Linked DNA regions of Mus musculus: region 2 is linked to region 1. A link is a contact called in public promoter capture Hi-C data. All regions are on one chromosome and are shown on one strand. Each heading gives the region's core, a stretch centred on a gene start, on an enhancer-like site or on the middle of the called end of the contact. The rest is flanking DNA. Distances are from core to core; before and after follow the strand shown.

Region 1 (2,700 bases), core at 137-2,636:
AGAGAGAGAGAGAGACAGCAGTATGACTCCTCCCTCCTCTCTCATTCTTTGGAGTTCAAGTTAAAAGGCAATCCACTTTGTTTGAGAGAACAGACTCTAAGTTTGACCTGTTAGTTGGCAATGTACTGCTAACAACGTCTATAGAATCACTACCATTTATGGTGGCCTAAGTGCATAGACCTTTCGCTAAATGCCCTATGAGCTTTACATTTAAATTTTTTTTATATTTTGTTTTATTTTAGACAAGGTTTCCCTGTGTAGCCCTGGCTGTCCTGGAACTCACTCTGTAGACCAGGCTGGCCTTGAACTCAGAAATCTGCCTGCCTCTGCCTCCCAAGTGCTGGGATTAAAGGCGTGCGCCACCACTGCCCGGCTTAAATTCATTTTTGTATTATTGTATGTATATGGGTGTTTAGTTTGTAAGTGCACCATGTATGTGCCTAGTGCTGGGAGTGGATTAAAAAAGATCCATCAGACACCCTGAGACTTGAGCTGCAGACAGGTGGGAGTCACCACGGGGGAGTGTTGGTGATCGAACTTAGATTGTTCCAAGAGCAACAAATGCTTAATCGCTACACCAATTCTCCAGCTACTTTCCAGCATTTTTACATTTGATTCTTCCTTAAACTGCACAAGTTATTACCTTTACTTTTCAGATAAGGAAACTGAAGCTCAGAGAGAGTAAATTGCACAGCTAGGAAGGAAGCAGGGAGACAGGGTTTAAAACTTGAGACCCGCCCCACTCACCCAGGAGTGTGTCCCTACAATTCACGTCTGTCTTAATTGCTCAAATACAATGATCAATTTCTCAGTGATCGTCTTCTACATTTTCTTTGTCTTCCTTGATGTTCAGCTGCGCTCTTCCCCGCTTCATTTCCCCAGCATAGGACTTTGATCCCTCAGCCACTGATCGATTTCAGCTTACTGCTAATCAGGTCTTGGAGAATGAGAACTTTTACCTGATTTGGTTCTGCCTTTTTCACTTCTCATTTACAGAAGAGCTGGGTACATACTAGAGCAGTGGTCGTGACACCTTTTGCGGGTCGAACAACCCGTTCACAGGTTTCTCCTAAGACCATCAGAAAACACCGATAATTTGCATTACTAGTCATACGAGTGGCAAAATTACAGTTATGAAATAGCGACAAGAATAATTTCTGGTTGGGGGGGTCACCACAATTTGAGAAGCTGGATTAATGATTCGCAGCGTAGGAACTGCTGACTCAGGGTTTTGGAACCTTTTGTTGATAGTACTAAATTACGCACTTCCTAGACGGAGTAACTAATCCTGAATAAGTGAGCGCGGATTGAACCTCAGAGGCACCCACAGCATCCGTAGGGCAGAGGCCGGAAGCGGAAGTCCTACCCCTCCTGTCTGCATCCTTTGCTCGCGTCGGCGCAGCCTGTGTGCGTCAGTTCCTGGCGGCGGGGATCGGGGTAGCCAACGGCTTGTGGAGCATCATGCCCAAGTGAGTGTGGCCCTGGGAGCAAGCGGACTTGCGGTGGTCAGTTGGGTCCTGGTGAAGGTGCAGGGCGGCGGCCTCGGGTTCTGGACGTTCCGAGGGGAAGGCGAGCCCCTCCGAGGGATGGCGGGTGGAGACCCAGGCTCTCCGGCCATCCTGGCAGAGTGGGCGCGGACCCTCGCTCAGAAGCCTCGCATTCTGTCAGGACGCTTTGTTTGACTTACAATCCGAGGAAGTTGGGTTTTGGGTCTGTTTGTTTGGACAGCTGTTAATTGCTGACGTTTTCTTTTGTCATTTCAGGTTTTATTGTGACTACTGTGATACGTATCTTACCCACGATTCTGTAAGTGGCGGGTCTTTTTTATAATCCTAAAACGCCTTGTATGCAAAATTCTTTTTCTTTAGGTCCAGGTGTGTGCATTACAGTCTCCTGGAAATTTTATGACAACCTTTCTTAGAAAGTAATTAGGAAGCGGGTGTTTTTTCCCACCCTTTTTGTGAGGTCTTTGCAATTTGAAGGTATTTGCAGAATGATAAAACTTTAAGCAAGCTTGAAGATGGAAAGCATTTGCGTATACAGAAACTGCATGTACCTGTAATGTCAATACTTGAGAGGCTGAGCCAGGAAGATGGCAAATTCCAGGTCAGTTAAGGATACATATTGAGACCTTGTCAAAATAACTCGCCCCACCCTCCAAAAAAAGCCCAACAAAACAAAAAACAAACAAACCAGGAGTGTGTTCCTACAAACTTGCAGATTTGATTATGTCACATTATTCAAATGCCTGGTTAAAATGGAAAGAAATGTCTTAGTGTACAGCTCCATTCTCAGCTCCTGTGAGAACCTCATTAACTATTGATCATCAGGAGGAATAACTGAGATATGTGATTAGTGTTGCCCCGTGTGTAGCAGCCACAAGGCCCAGCAACAAAGTTAGGGCCTGGCGCCTGTCTTCCTAGTACACTGAGATGGAGCATTGCTGTGAGTTTAAGGCTATGGTGGGAGACCCTACCTCAAAAAAAAGCAAATCAAAACAACCTTTAGCAACAACAAAATTTGGTTTTTATGGTTTTAATAGTTTTAAATAATCTATTTATCTGCCCCCCCCCCCCCCAATCTCCTGAGGAAACAAGACAGATCTTCTGGAATAATTTGTAAACCAGGCTGACTTCGAACTCACAGAGAGCTGCTTGCTTTCTGCCTTCTGAGTGCACGGAGTAAAGTTATGTGCCACCA
Region 2 (2,700 bases), core at 148-2,647, 2.7 Mb after region 1:
AAAAGGGGAAATAAGTAACTCACTCACAAAAGCTCGTAATAGAACAGTGGCTCCTGAGTGGTTTTTCAAAGCAAGCTTTACTGATTCCAAGACGTGAGAACTTCAGAGACCATACCTTACAGAGACTCCGTTATAAAACTGAATCTCCTGATTTTAGACTCTGGGTGGAAACTCTAAAGTTATGTCCCTCAGTTTTTAGGCATGATCAAATGTCAGTGCTCCCTATCTTGTCACTCTCACTTGGCACTGCCTTTAACTCATAACGGGAAAGATTATTTCTTCCATTTGTCTCCATTATTCCTCCTTAAAAAACCACCACATACAACGGACCCAACAGAATCCTGTATACTGGCTGATGGCCAGTTGCATCATTTAACTCCAGTCTCACCATGCCAGCCCACGCGTGAAACACAATCTACATTTCCACCAGATAAATAACAGCCCGCACTGCTTCTGGGAAGAACACACACAAAAGGCAGGGCTGCTCTACCTGCAAGACCCTTGAAATGGCCAAAGCACAGCACGGTTCTGGGAAATAGATACAAGGGCAGATTTGAGTCTATGAGGAAGTAACAATACTGGATGGATATGGTCCCTTGGCTTCAAAAATGTGGATCAACACAGGATATAATAATAATAATAATAATAATGTTCAGAGAAGCACGTGGGCATGCACGTGAGGCTGGAAGGTCCAGGCAACAGGTTAGTCAACCAGCATCTTCACTGACAAGTCGCCTTCCCCGGGTCGTGGGTGTGCCCGACGCTCACGCAGGCACAGATTCTAACGATCTCTCTAACAACCCGCTCCTACTCCCAGACCCGCCAGGGTAGAGCTGACGGATCTCTTCGCGGTTTACCCCAAAACTTTGCGAACCCCGAGGGTCCCCATTTCCGCGTTTGTCAGGTTTGCACAGTCGGCGTCTCAGTGTGGACGCGCGGCTGCTGAGGAACGCGGGCTTCTCCCGCTTCAAATTCCTAAAAGGAAACCGGCAGCGTCGCACTGGAGTCCAGTCACTTGTCCCTCGGCACCCCTCTCTCCAGCGCCCCCCTCTCACCCCCCCCCACCCCCACCCCAGAGCGCCAGGCCCGGGAACTGACCCTCCTCAGCCCCCGTCCCCGCCCCCGGAACCAGCGGCCGAGGGGCGTGGAGCGGCGCGCGCGGGTCCGGCGGGGAGGGGGAGCGCGTCCCCGCGCCCCGGGCCCGCGCAGCAGGTGCGGCCAGGCCCCAACTCTCACGAGCGGTCCGGGCGACTCACCCCGACGATGTCCCTCAGCGACCTAGAAGCCGCCACACACGTCTCTTCCGCCAGCAGCGACCCCGCCTCGTGGCCACCGCCCCCTCGACCGCCGCCGTCGCCGCCTTCCTCGCCGCCGCCGTCGCGGCGCGCGCCCGCTTTCACGCACACCGCCGTGGCCGCGCACGCGCTCTGCGCGCTGGCGTCACTTAGCAACGGCTCAACCGTGGGCCAGTAGAACCCAGGACGCCAGGGCCCCAGGTCGCCTCAGGCGGGGGTCTTGCGGCGTGTTTCCCCAGGTCGGAGCCACTGCCCCTCCAGTACTGGGCCCTGAGGGTGTGGCCGCCCTGCCGACACCTGGCTCAGGGTGAGGCACGTCATCACACGTCACTGAATAGCGTCATCGGTCGCGTCACTGCGTAAGGGGACGAGCCGGAGCGCCGGTTGGAGAAAGCCTCGTCTTTCTGCACTTAGTCGCTTGCCTGATGGACAGTCAGCTACGTGCGAGAAGTTGGACGAGGAGAATGGGCCAAGAGAGGCATTACCAGCATGAAGGTGCTACGAGGCCAGGCCTGAAATACCACGACTCAGTTTCCTCCTTCTGTCAGTGGGAAGACGGATACCCGACTTGCCTGCGCTAGAAAGGTGTCAACTTAGGACGAAATAATGCATGCGAGGCTGCGGGCGAACTGATCTCATTCGAACTCCTTATTTCAAGACCCTGACAGAAAGCCCGGACATAAGTCCTCGACACTCCAGGACTACCAAGTGTAACGTATAAAGCCCATTAGACTCCATCTTTCACATAAGAAGCAGGCACTGTGAACTTTGAAGCCGTAGAAATTGGGTTGTAGGTCTTTCCTGGCCGAAACTGGAGAGTCGTCACTCTTGAAAGTTACTTACCTGGGTGTGTGGGTTTGAAGATGGAAGACTTAATTCCAAGCAAAGACGACTTAAATGGGCAGTGAAAATGAACAGACACAGCAAGGGTTAGGGCTGGGCCAGTGAAGGATCAGAGCCACAACCTAGACTCTGGCGGTGGGGATGGAAACGCGGAGGCCAGCTCTGAGCGGGGGAATGAATAGGTAGGCCAGGTTTCTAGCGTGGTTGCTGAGACAGGTGGGAGTAACATTTAGCAAGACGGAAAGAAAGCTGCCTTTGTGTGTCAGTTACTAAATGGTAGTGACATTCCTTACGGATGACATGGTAGAACGATGGAATGTGGATACGTTGGTTGGGGAAACATTCTCCGCTCTCATCTTCCATGTGGAACGATATCCATCAATTTAATACATCTACTTTCCGATACACGTGTCCCCAATTTATTTGTCCTTGGAGAATTGACTTCGGGATTGGTACATTTAAAAAAACAAAGGGAGCCGGGCGGTGGTGGCGCATGCCTTTAATCCCAGCACTCTGGAGGCAGAGGCAGGTGGATTTCTGAGTTTGAGGCCAGCCTGGTCTA

The links. Capture Hi-C pulls out chosen DNA fragments and counts their contacts.
Region 2: a contact with region 1 is called in a promoter capture Hi-C map of liver, with 2.6 times the contacts expected there. The contact joins the promoter of Btbd9 here to the promoter of Snrpc in region 1. A contact is called at or near these places in 1 of 39 promoter capture datasets (pre-B cells), 1 of 115 datasets of contacts at active chromatin or transcription factors (thymic regulatory T cells) and 1 of 9 other capture datasets (liver).

The regions. Positions count from the first base shown.
Region 1 is chr17:27,838,701-27,841,400 of GRCm38.p6, forward strand. It overlaps Snrpc (U1 small nuclear ribonucleoprotein C), which reads left to right and starts at 1,387. Exons shown (of 6, transcript NM_011432.2): 1 at 1,387-1,469; 2 at 1,764-1,806. The coding sequence starts at 1,462.
Region 2 is chr17:30,574,890-30,577,589 of GRCm38.p6, forward strand. It overlaps Btbd9 (BTB (POZ) domain containing 9), which reads right to left and starts at 1,398. Exons shown (of 11, transcript NM_027060.1): 1 at 1,257-1,398.